Linked DNA regions of Zea mays: region 2 is linked to region 1. A link is a contact called in public Hi-C data. All regions are on one chromosome and are shown on one strand. Each heading gives the region's core, a stretch centred on a gene start, on an enhancer-like site or on the middle of the called end of the contact. The rest is flanking DNA. Distances are from core to core; before and after follow the strand shown.

Region 1 (6,811 bases), core at 2,831-5,330:
TGTGATACTGCCATTTTCCTCAGCAGTTAAACCATTGTTTATCACATCAATCTCCAACTCAAGAAGAACAGGATCCGCTGCCACTCTTTTGAGGACATCACTGACAGAATCAAAATAATGAGTACCTTTAGTGAGTTTACATCTCGAGAACTTCTTTATACCCGGCACAAGAAATACAAGGCAATTCTTAGTTGTGCTAACATCCTTTGGCTGCTCTGAGTGCCAACCATTTGCAAGCAAACGGGGCCATACAGCTTCCCAGAAAATATAATTTGATCTAGTCTTACTTCTTCTGAAATCACCATTTAAGAACTTGATTATATCTTCTGAAGCAAGTGAAGAATAGTCTTTGCCTGTAGGCAAGTCACTGTGAACAGAGAGAGCTTGATTGGGTTTAGATTGGTCCATAATGAATCCAGTCAAATCGTGCTTCCCTTTACCAACCCCAACCGCCTCCACAAAAGTTTCTGCTCCAACAGTGGATTTCAGACTGAAGACAAATTCCTTCAAAGATGTTTGGCTATCACTGAAAGATTTGAAAACCTGCAATATGTGAAAGCAAAGCAAATCATATGGGAATCAGGGAGTGCATAAAAAAAATATCAGCATCCTTCAATAATGTTGACAATGCCTGATGTGTGCAAGTTAGTGATTCTTTTGTGCAACTAAACTAGACACATTAATTATGCTTGGATAGTCACAACTCCGTTGTACAGTTATCATGCATACAACAGTTCAAGAAATGGCAAGCAATGAACACTTCTTCACAAAAATGATATCAAAACACAGAATTACAATGGCCAAATACATGCCTACAAAAGCTTCATCTTTCCAGCCTGATGTTTATAATCATAAACACAGAAGTCCTCGAAAGTATATTAAAGATCTGAAGACATTAAAGTTTGTTATTGGTGTATTTGAGAGAAAAAAAACTTTGCCATTGAGGACCAGACCAATCAATATGCTTGGATAACCCTTCATATGCTGATAGCTCTATGGGACTAAGGGTTTGTTCGGATTATCAGCTCTGCTCGCCTCACCACACCAGGCAAGGACAAGCTAAGAGAGTGTTTGAATGCACTAGAACTAATAGTTAGTTGGCTAAAAATAGTAGAATTAGCTAGCTAACAAATAGTTACCTAAATATTAACTAATTAACCAAAAATAGCTAATAGCTGAACTATTAGCTAGGGTGTTTGGATGTCTCAACTAATTTTAGCTACTAGCTATTACCTCTAGTGCATTCAAACCCCCTAAAACAAGTGACTGGAAATTGAAGAAATATAAATGGTGCAAATCAAATGTAAAAAGTTACTATAAGAAATATGTGTTTGCTTTATAGAACAATAGGAATTTAGGATGACATATGTAACGAGAAACTACAAAGCAAATAAATTTGAAATGTCATGAGAATAATTTCATATTCAACCAAGTCAAATTAATCAGTGAACAACAATGAAATGGCAAAAGAATCATTTTTTTTCTACCAGTGCCAATGCAACATACTACATACCTCAATCAACGAATCATGAGCTTCTTTAGGGATTTTAGATTTCAGACGTGATATTAGCTCTTGCTGTCGCCATCCTTGAAAAATGCGTTCCCCAAGAATGCATTTCCTAGTTTTCGCCTTTCTACAGTCAGACCATCTTTTGTACGCATCTCTTCTATAGAACTTCCCATAGTAGTATGCAAGCACATCACCAACAGTCTTTGTACCCAAAAACCTGCTCAGCAGGTTGAGATTCTTGCCGAAAATGTAGAGCCCAAGGAGAAAGATCTCTGCCTCAAGATCACTCCAAAGAGCAATGGGTGAATAAGGCAGCGGATTTAATTGTTTGGTTTCTCTCTGCTGCATTATTGAATTATTGGTGACATTCTGGCCTTCTTGAGAGGGGCAAGGGGCCATTTTTTCATTATATGCTTGATTAATGTCAGATTTAATTTGAACTACAGGAACTACTGCATGTAGATCCTGGAATGTCGGATCACATCTGCCAGTGTCATTGCTGGTTGCACAAGTTGAGGTCACCTGACTTTGCACATCTCCAGTGCTGCCTTTTGTTCCAGATTCTGAATAATTTTGCATTTGTAATACCTGTTCTGTCTTACTGGCTTCTCTTGGTGATGCCCATATAATTGGTAAAGTTAACCCAACCACAACAGGATAACCATACCCATGCAATATGGAATCATTATGTGAACTAGCCATGAGCTCACGACGTTCATCTTCTGTAGCCAGATTGGGGATTTCTGCCTGGTGCTCACTTCCGATGCGTGGACATACAGGCGAGTCACCATATATCACATCTGAAGCAAGAGAAGCTTCTGATGAAGATTGGTGTTCACCATTGTCTTCAAAATCGAGTGATTCTGGCTCCATCTATCACAATTAGAACAAAAAAGGTGCAGTTGTAAAGAGCCATTGCAATAGTACGCAATACAAGAACATATGCATCATCATTACAAATAATGAAGTTTGTTATGTAAACTAGGAGCATGCATGTGCAAAATTTCTTCCTTTTATTTTTTAAGAATTCTTGTGAGTTAGTATGCATTTGAATAAATTATCTGCAACAAGAAGGAAACCAACAGTGGTAATTTACTACCCTTGCAGTAAAAGTGAGCATATGAAGTACATATATAGATGTTGATATGATTAGCTGTATCTGTAATAATTAAAACCTAGCATAATATCTCGAACGTAAGATTAAGGGTGGAAATGTTTTCAGGAAAGGAGTTGACTTTCCTGTCTATTAGTTGCAATCTTACTGTGGAATAAACAGCAGAATGCAATAAGGTTTCCTGCCATGCAAGAAATTGTAGTAGAGGAAACAATACTACAGCAACTCCAGGGTCATCAAAATGATGTACTATCGGTTCCAACAGAAAATTTGCATAACATGGAAACACAGGCACGCTAGCTCTTGCAGGCAGCAAATGAAGTCAGTGCCTACTATGTATAAGATTCATCAACGAGGGGCCATCGATAAACATAGGCCTCAAGTGTAATGTGTGTCACAAAAGAAACAGAAAAACGAATTGGAGGATTCAATCACTGCACGGACCACAATCAATGCAAAATTATTTAACAGCACCAAGCCATCAAGCACAGAAGCACTGCACCATCATGAACAGAACCTATTGGCCAACACTTTGTCCAGCTCCTCACCGTCACCGTAAGCCTACACGACAACAACCAGAGCCACGAGATCAAGCAAACCAAGTAAATTCTACAGGCACCGATCAAACAACAAACCGCATCCTGCGAATCTATCTCAGGCCAGGCACCACCACAATCCTACGGCCCACGACTGCAAATCCTGCAGACACCGTGGAAACCAAGCAACTGAACCGACCACCAGCAAACGAAAGGAGAAATCGAGCACAGGCTCGCGGCCAAGAAACACGGCCGACCAAACCGACGCCCGGACCAGCACCCAAGAACGCGCGGCCACGTGGCACGAAGCACGGATACGAGCGTAGAGAAACACGCCGGGAGCGCGTGATCACGGACGAAATCCCCATGGCGGAGCACAGGAGCGCGCCCCAAGGCAACGAACCCATCGCAAAACGAGGGACCGTGCGACGCGCTACCAAGCGAGAGCAGCACAGCCTCTCGAGCGGAGCGGGAGCATGAACGAATGCGAGATTAGAGGGAACAGGACAGACGGGCAAACCTTAGTCTTCATGCACGCCGCTCTGGCAGGTCCTGCCCCAGGCTCCGGCCACGAGGAGCCCTCCGACCTCTCGGACGAGAAACAGACGGCCCCGGCCGGTAGCGAGAGAGAATCTCTGAACCGGACGCTAGGAGCGGCGAGATTGACTGATGGTTTGCGGCAGGGAAGAGTACGAGCAGCGCGCCGCAGGGTATGGAGAGTGGAGAGTACGGCGAGGCCGAGGACCGGCCGAGGACGGTGGTGGGTTGGACCGTTGGAGTGTAGAGAGGGAGAGAGGAGGCGGGGACGGGGCTGGAGAGGGGGTGCTCGGGCTTTAAAGGCAAAGAGAAGGAAGGAAGAGAAGAGAGGACGGTGACGGGGAGAGACGGAAATTGGTGGTGCCGTGGTGTGTGTGTGGTGGTGTCGCGGTAGACCGGCGGAAAATAGCCCGGACCGGGTTTGGGCCGCCTGGATTGTAACGGAAACGAGGGTCACAACACCAGGCAAACCTAGGTGTGTTTGGTTTGTTAGGCCTAGTTTATTTATCCTATAGATTATATAATCTAACTTAAATAATTTAAGAGGTAAACAAACAATATAAATTATTAGATGAATTATGTAATCTAGATATATAGATTATAATAATCCATAAACAAGTTAATAAAAATGTATTTGTTTCCCTTTTAGATTATATAGGTTAAATTATGTTAGAAGGATAAAATATCACTTGACATTACATATTAAGCTAGAATAAGCCAACATTTAATAGCTTATTTTAGCTTATTTATAATCTAAAATAATATTTTACTCTCTTACCCTATCAACATAATCTAACTTATATAATCTAGGAGGGAAACGAACATGGCTTAAGTGCTTATATAATCCATAAGTTGGATTATATAATTTTAAAAGGAAACAAACAAAGCCTTAGATAAGCAAGAAATCGTTTGCCTTCGCCGCTTTGGTAAAGATTGTAATTGGTTGTTTAGCGTGGTTAGAGGTTTAGAGCACGGTTGCCCTTGCTTCACCTCTTTGGGATTTGGTTTCTTAAACAAACTTATCTAACATATGTAACGGGCTGGTCCAGTTTCTCTCAAGAAACAAATTTATTTGATTTCCATATAATCTATAAGAACTTGAGAAATGTTATTGTTCCAACTATAAATCCATGAACAGTTTGGCAAGGGTTTCCTTGTTCTCTCTAGACTAGTTTTAGGTAGGAATTCTCCTTTTTCTAGCTATAAAGAGAAGGATTCAAGTCACTGGCGAATCTAGCCAAAAATATTGTCAGGATCAGCAAGATCAGGTTTGCTATATGATACAAATTTTCTTAAACTTTAACAATGTTTTTCTAAAGGATTTATAATTTTTATCGGGGCTCGGCTGACCCCGACAAACACCCCTAAATCCGCCCATGATTCGAGAATCCTTATAAAAGAGGAGTTAATATAGTTGTTGGAGACTTGCTCTAAAATGCTAAGAGTTAAGAACAAGGCAACATAAAAACTGTTAAATGTAAAAGTCCTTCGTCCTTAAAGACATTACGTCCCTTCGGATATAATGAATTCCGGACGAAGGTCACGAAGGAAAAGACCTTCGTAAGTTCGATAGATGATGAAGAAGAAAACATATATGAAATATGAATAATAATACAGATATTATCATCAACTTATTTTTATTATCAAATTTATAATAACAAATTATAAATGTACCTTCAGATTGATGAAAAGTAAAGGTACAAGCGTGATGCAAAAAGCGAATGCCATCTATTTATAGGCGCGAGACGCAGCCCGTGTAGAATTACATTAATGCCCTTTACATTTATCAATAACTCTATAATAATTCTTCGAGGTCTAATTTGACTTTTCATCTTTAAGTCGGTTCCTCTTTTCTGCCGTCATACCGAAGCTTTTCTGCACATAGCTTCGTGATCATCTTATCCTTCGTCATGATCGCCTTCCGTCCCGCTCAAGCTTCGTCTTGACCAGACACTTGTATACCCGTAACCTGATTCCGAAGATACCTGTTCACATATTTTACTTGGAAAATATTGTCAAATCATGTCTTTGAGGACCTTCGGAAGGCGAAGGCCCCCAACAATAGTTCTAGTCTCTTCATTTCCTCTCTTCATTATAGCAATAAGTGAGATACAATTTAGCTGAGAACGACAAGTATAGAATGACCTAAGAAAATAATATTTTTTTTGAAGTTCTGAATAAATATATCTGGCTAAAGGATAAAATGTAGCTAAAGGCCTTCTCCAACATCTTTCTAGTCTATCTAAAGAGCGTCTACAGTGACATAACACATGCCATCGAGCTGTATAACCGTAGGGAAGCGTATCAAACACGCCTTGTTATATGGCCATTACTATGTGCTTGCACACTGATAAGAAAATCTAGACGCAACACTCGAAAAAATCTCGTGTTAGTGTGGATGGCAGGATTTGAATTGTCTAGTGTATGACGCAGGCGCTTGCTGAAACGGAAATGGGGACCATAGAGTTGGGTGATACCCATGACATTGTGGATGCCAAAATTTGAGAAGCCTTGTGCATGATTGCTATCTAAAACAAAAATGAAAAGATACCACACAACATGTCATATTTTTAGGCTATGTGTGTGACCCCTCTCACTCAAGACCAATGACTTGCTTGATATGAAAACATCAGAATTTGTTTGAAAATTTTAAAGAAATATAACATTTCTAATTATTTAAAATTAAAGTCACGAGTGAAATATGTTTGGCTAAAAGCTCAGATCTCATCTATTATTGCACCTTTGTGACCTTCTAAAGGGCCTCTGCAATGACGTAACGCATGCAAAAGTTGTATCCACCGAACTCTATCTAGCCCCAAGGGAGTGAATCAAACACGTTTTTATGGTTGTTAGTATGTGCCTTCACGTTGGCAAGTAAATTCGAATGCAGCACTGAAAAACAGTGTGTTGGCATCGACAACACGATTTGGGATGTCGTCTAGTATGCCATGCGTGTACATGTTGAAACAGAGATGGGGACCACGAAGTTTAGTGATCCACGTGATGTTGTGGATGGTAAAACTTGATAAGTCTTGTTTGTGCTTGCTAAATGAAATAGAAATGGAAATTACTATGCATTAGGTCATACTTTTTGTCTTCGTGTGACACCAATCA
Region 2 (6,811 bases), core at 1,715-4,214, 140 kb before region 1:
TGATCCGAACGCTAATCACAGGTTTTAGCCTGTATCATCATATGTATATATGCTGGATTGTTGAATAGTAGTCACGTAGTTGTCAAACAACCAACCCAGCCAGCAGGTGGGTGCAGAGTGGCCTACTTCCGTCGCATCCATTGTCTCCACACCCCGTCAAGTGCCCAATTAATTAACAAGCAAGCATTAAGCTTTGCTTTAGGCCACTGATTTGCTGCTGCTGCTGCTGCTCTCGTCATGCAAGCTCCTCACAAAATAATTAGATTAGATTAGATTAGTAGATCTGAGGGGGGGGGTGCGATTACTTATTAGCGACCGGACTCTTATATATAATAATAATCATGTGAGGGTGGATCATTGGCATGTGGACGACAAAGCTGATGAGCCTGGCGTATATATTTAAAAGGAGAGGGGGGGGGGAGGCCTCCACAAACAAATTAACCGCCCAGCTTGGCCTGACCCGGCGCCGAGGCGCTTAACCCTTGTGCCGCCTGGCCTGCCGGCTTAGCCATCACGATGCAATTAGGGCCTGTTCGTTTTTCACGGATTGAAGGCCTGGAACGGTTCCTGGCCGGATTGTTTCTCTAATTTATGTAAGTTTTAATAAATTGGAATGAATCCTGGTCTAATCCGTGAAAAACGAACATGGCCTTAATCATCATTATCGTGCTCGCGTCGTCCAAAGAAGAGGGGTTAGCATCAGCGATTAAAACTATGGCCCAAGTGGAGGTGCGCGTAGACCCTACACGGTACGTACGGTACATATATATATAGACTCTGTGGTTCGATGTCGTCACGTCCATATGGTTCGGTCGCTTAAGGGTTAGGGGGTTTGTGTGACGCCACCCTAGAGGCGTGTGGATAAGAGAGAAGAAATCCTTCTGTTCTGTGTTGAGCACGAGCTTCTCCATCCGGAGGCTGCATGCATGGGTTTTGACCACAGATACTACTACTCTATGAGAGGACGGAGCGAGCAACAGACTTTGGCACAGAAAGCGAATTCCAAACAAACCACAGCCACCTCACTTGTAAACTCATCCAGCTTACGGCAGGTCCAAAGACCCAATTTTCTAAGTTGTTTTAAAAAAACCAAATGGCAGGTCGAAGACTGATCAGTGATCACTGATGTTTCAACTGACGAGTAGAAGTGGAAGGATATTCGGTCAGGCAGGAGTAATATATACTAATAAGGAGATACAAAATACGCATTTGCCTTTCTCTAGACAGAGAAAACTACTAGCTAGCCATATACGTATATCTATTTGTCCTAGCCCATAGTACAAAATTTCTTGAAGTAGCCGGCGGGCGTAGACGCGGTGAACATCACTACAGGTAAACGCGCGTGCGTATCTCATTATCATTAGAAACAGTAAAAAAGATATTAAAAGGAAACGAAGAAAAAGCTCTGTCGTGCATGGAGAGAGGTTTGACCTCTATACTAAGTGGAAGAGGCCAGCAACAGGCTACTCTACTTACAACCACAGAGAGAGAGAGGGTTCTCTATTGCGGTAGCTAGCGGCGCCGCCTCCCCCCAACTACCTGCTGCTGCTGCTGCTGCTGGCCACGGCGGCCCGGGCCGCGCCGATCCGCTCTCCTCTCACATGACGCTGCAGGAGTTGGGGTTCTCGTCGTCGAAGATGCGGTACGACGAGTCGTGCATAGGCGACGCGTGCATCCCGGGCGGGCCGTAGTAGTCCTGCTGGTAGTAAGGCTCCGGCGCCGCGGCGTGCGGGTACGGCATGTACAGGTACGACGGCGACCACTGCTTCCCCGGCTGCGGCTGCGCGGAGTAGTACGCTTGATGCGGGTGCGCCTGTTGCGTGGAGTACGCCGGCTGCGCCTGCGGCGCGAAGTGCGACACGCTCGAGCTGCGCTGCGCCGCGTGGTAGCTCAGCACCGGCTGCGCGGGCGCGACGTAGTAGGGCGGCCGGTACTCATGCTCGTACGCGTGCTTTGGCGCCGGCGCCAAAGGAAGGGACCTCTCCGTCGTCACGGCGGCAGGCTCCGCCGTGCCGGCGTCCTTGGCCTTGTCGCTCTTCTTTGCCTCGTCCTCGTCATTGGCAGCGCCGGCAGCGGCAGGGGCTTCCTTTGCCGGCTCTGCTGCGCCCTTGGCCTGCTTCGTCTCAGCTCCCTCGCTGTCACCGCCGTCCGTCTTCGCCTCCACTTTCTCCACCTCCTTTGACGACTCTGCTTCGGGCTGCTTCTTCTCTGCGGCCCCGTCCTCCTGCTCCGGCTTCTTCTTCTCCTCCTCGGAGCTCTCGCCCTGCGGCTCCTTCACCGCCTCCTCCGACTTCTTGTCCGCCGCGGCCACAGCAGCAGCAGCAGCAGCATCCTTGCCGCCGTCGCCGGCAGGCTGCGGAGCCGGCGGGGCCTCCGGCGCGGGCTCGCTGTTCTTGGCGGGCGGGTGACACTGCCAGGGCACTCCCTTCTTGCCGGACTTGTACAGCCTCTTGATGAGCGTGTCGGCGTCCACGGTGCCCGTCACAGTCACCTTGTGCTGCGAGGCGTCCACCGTCACGTCCTGCACGCCTGAAAACAATCACCAGAACCACCCCGCTCGGTTCAGCCAAAAATGTATGCAGGAACCTGCTGACTCGCAAGAGGCATGTGTTTCTAGACGGCTAGGCACGCACCTTCGATGCCCCTGAGCACCTTCCGGACCTTCTTCTTGCAGCCATGGCAGTGGATGGCAACCTTCAGCACCACAGTCTGGAGATAACGGAAGAATCAAGGGGGGGTTAGCATTTACGACGACCTAGCAACCAAATTGGCAGCTCATATGATGGTATGGGATCGAAGAGCATTCGAGTACTCGGCGGCAGGTGAAAAAGCCATGGACGCTCACCTGAACGACAGGGGCCGCCGCAGCTCCTGACGCCATGGGGAGCGCTCTGGAGACTGGTCGCTCTGCCTGTTCGGCCAGACACGAGAGGAGCAGAGGAGCTCTCGGCTAACGTGGCTTTGTTATGGGAGGAAGGCGGTAACGGCAGCCGAGGTGCTCATCTTATAGCCGAATGAGGAAGGAATGGGCCAAAAGGTATACATGGGCTCTCTGACACCTGGGCCAATCGGTTCAAATTAGTTCTATTCTTTTTTTTCAAATAAAATGGGTTCAACTGCAATGCTAGCTGCTAGGAGTTTAGGACTAGCAGCTGTACAGCGGAGCTACGGTTAGCCGCCGGGCTGCCGCCCAGGTAGTCAACACTTTGGGCCTATAGTACTGTGAATGAGTTTGGTTACTCCAAATTTAAGATTGATCACCGAATAGCAACCATAGAAAGAATAGTGAAGGCCACAAATAACAATTAAGTGCTCAAATGTAAAGGGGAAGGAAAAAAAGCAAAATAAAAGGGTTTAAGGCAACGGTACAGCCATGGAATTTTGCTTTGTTGGTCAAAACACAATAGAGTGTATGATTAAATTTAGGTTAGATGAACATACTATGGAGCTTTAGGGCTTGTTTGGGATCAAAGGTAATGGAGTGGATTAAGGGGGCTAGAACCCCCTACTACTTAATTTTGAATAGTGAGGGATTATAGCCCCCTCAATCCCCTTCATTACCCTTTGTCCCAAACAAGCCCTTAGATAGCATGGTCATCTAGTGCCAATAGGTGTTAAAATTATGTGTATACATAGGAAATGAAATGATTATTAAAAATACTTTGTAAAATGTTAAATGTGCTCTATTTTTTTTTGAAAAACATTGGAGAGTTAGCATGCTTGAGGGAAAAAACAAGAAAGCGCTCTTTATGCATCTTTTATGTGTACCGGACGTATCTGGTGGTGCACCGAACATGTGCACCAAATACGAGACATGCTCACACACATGTTGCAAAGTTTTTAGCCGAGCATAGTGGAGTTTGGTATGCACCATATGTCCATGTTACCTCTTAACCTAGGATAGAGCATTAGCAACACATCTTCACTATTAATTCTACACTTGACGATAGTAATAATATTTTTGCTTTGTTGTAATAAAACTAGAATTAACAACCACTAGTACCCGTAGTCGTTTAATATTATTAATTGAGGTGAAACCCCCTTTTCATTATAGTTTTCTTCGTTGCTTCCGTATTTTACTCTTTTTATAGATTTATGCTATCGGATTTTTGTACTCTAATTTATCATGAAAGAGACTAGTGATATTCTTGGTTTGTAGTGGCCTAGGTGTTAGGCTATTTGCAGTAGATCGTGCATACGTAGAACATTAATTTTTGCCTGGTAGACTGCACTGTTTATGAAGTAAAAAATTGAAATAAGAGATATATATGATAAGAAAGAGTGCGGGAGGTAGCCTTACACCTTTTTTCCCTTTGCATCCCAATCCCAACTCTAATCCAACCCTGATCCCAACCTTAAACCGATGGAAAAAAATAACTATTTGCCACTATTTGGTGGTGGATGGCAATTTTTTTGGCATGTCAGTGATTCATGTGCCAATGACACATGATTAAGAAGATTTCGTAAGGATGACAAATAGTTAAATGCCCCCAAACCGACACTCTTATCAGCCATCACACCACACAGAATAACACAACTACCATGTGTGCATGCAGACACATGCACATTAGACATGTGTAGATGAACATTTCAAATCGCATCGCATTGATCATGCATGTGTGGCACATTTGTGGTTTTTAAACTAAGGTATATCTGCGGACACAATAGCTAGACTATAAGGAGGCTATATATTAATGCTCCCCCACCGTACTCTAATCCATTGTAGTTATCTGCACAGACGACGGCTCCACCTCCACCACCGCAAAACACGCGGGCCCAGCAGCACCAGTATATATAGTCCGGCGATGACGACGACATCAGCACTTCTCGGGCGGGGCCTGCTGCTGCTGGTCCATGTTGCCATGTTGGGCAGGACGATGACGCCGACGCCACCAATGCGTCCACGGACGCGGCGGGTGATGGCACGCTGGACTGCACTCGGCACACCGGGGGGCACCAGCTCGCCCAGCCACAGCCACAGCCACAGCCACCACCGGCAGCTACCACTACCAACCATCCGAGCTCAGCAGCAGCTCAGGTCGATGGAAACTTTGGAGAGCCCGCCCGCCCGCATTATTGCGCCCCTTTTTCTTGGCCACTGCAATCTCGATAAGGCTCCCAGTCCCAGGCAGCTAGCTCTACTACACTGCTCGTGCAAGGCGGCGGCGGCATGCAGCAAGCCGAGAAGATACAAAAGCATCCACGATTCGATTCTATACAATCGGTGGGCAAGTTGCATTATGTTGTGCGGTCCCCTTGGGAGTACGGAGGCCTGCGTGCTGTGCAGTGGATGGGAATGGCGTTTCCCGCTCGGTCCTCCCGGCTGCGGACGTTCGGAGCGAGGCGCAGCGCAGCACGCGCGGCAGCAGCAGAGCTCGTCTGGCGGACGCTAGGTTTTCTCGCCTCCCTTTCCCCAGCTCGATCATCTCGGGAAGAACGCATCGATCGATCCTCGATCGGATATGCAAGTGCCGTCTGCCGTTTGTTCGTTTTCTCGCTCTAGCTGGATCGACGACGACGTCTCGCGCTAGCCTCTAGCTGCGGCCCACTGCATAATTGAGCGAGCCGCTTCGGTAGCTACGTACATTTTTGTGCTCCTCCAAATAGACTCGTCAGCCGGCCAGTACTACGCGCCGGCCCGCCGCAGCTCCTCCTTTGCAACTCGTTTGCTTGTCGTCTCCTCGTGGCTCTGACGGGCAGCATGCGTACGTACTAGTAGTACGCGCGCGCTTCTCGTCTGTATATAGACTAGTGATATATATTCGATTCCTTGCTACTGTATAGTGTATAGATATAGATCAGATCAGATGCATGAGATGAGTTTTGGCTTGTCAGGAACGCATGGTTTGCAGCAGCGTAGGTCTTGAGTGCGACGATCGACGAGAAAGCTAGCAGGCGCTGGGCTGCTAGCTGGTTCTGATCTCTTGGCTAGCTGCGTGCGATGCGACCGTGCGGTCTGTGGACGCACGGGGGGTTAGGTCGTTTCGCTCGTCGCGGGGCGGAGGTGGTGGGGTGTGTGTCGGGCGAATTAATCGAAGGGAGCGCCGGGCACGCCTCTCCCTCTTCATTCGTCGATCGCCCGCCGTCGTCGTCGCTCGCCGCATTGATGAAGACGACGACGATCGGCTGACACGTACGTTTTCCTGTGTTTGGCGCGGTTGCTACTAAGCTAGCTGCATGCCATCCACACGAGAGCACTAGCTAGCTAGCACTGTACTAGTATAGTAGTCTGTCTAGCAGCTAGCAGCATGCTAGCGCTACAGTACGTACGTGCCGTGCCGGTTCATCAGGATGGAGAACTCCGATCGAACGCAAGCCGCTCCGCGCTCCGCTCGCGCGTGCCGTGCCCGTACGTACCGCATGTGGACGCAACAGTGGAGACGTGGGCCAGCCGGACACCCGCATGAGTTTGGCACCGGCGATCGGCTAGACACAGCGGAGAGGACCAGGACTGGAGCTGCTTGTCCGGCCGATCCGCCACTCTAGTAAAGCTAGCTCACCATCGAACACAAGGTCGGTACACAGAACAGGGGGACCGTCAGGGCCGAGGCCAGATGTAAGTAATAACAAACAGGATTAACGTACACAAGGAAGGCAACGTATCGGATACAAACAAGTACTTATGTATAAAATCAGTACAAACCAACTAAAAAAATTCACAAAAATATGTCGAAAAATTATGGATGCACTTCATTGCCCACTTTATCACTGTATAAAATTTCAAGTTCAAAATCATCGTATGTCATGAGATACAAAAAAGAAAGAAAATTCTATGATTAAAAAAAGCGAAAACTATCTCAGAATTTTCCTT

Evidence for each region. A called contact is a pair of places that touch in the nucleus more often than the background predicts.
Region 2: a Hi-C map of ear shows a contact between it and region 1, with 2.0 times the contacts expected there. The contact joins the promoter of LOC100280024 here to the promoter of LOC100381518 in region 1. A contact is called at or near these places in 2 of 25 Hi-C or Micro-C datasets (ear and tassel).

Annotation. Positions count from the first base shown.
Region 1 is chr9:135,787,250-135,794,060 of Zm-B73-REFERENCE-NAM-5.0, reverse strand. LOC100381518 reads right to left here and starts at 4,080. Exons shown (of 3, transcript XM_008660544.2): 1 at 3,681-4,080; 2 at 1,514-2,383; 3 at 1-543. The coding sequence starts at 3,692.
Region 2 is chr9:135,925,587-135,932,397 of Zm-B73-REFERENCE-NAM-5.0, reverse strand. It overlaps LOC100280024, which reads right to left and starts at 2,964. Exons shown (of 3, transcript NM_001152969.1): 1 at 2,846-2,964; 2 at 2,634-2,709; 3 at 1,328-2,529. The coding sequence starts at 2,881. The coding sequence ends at 1,598.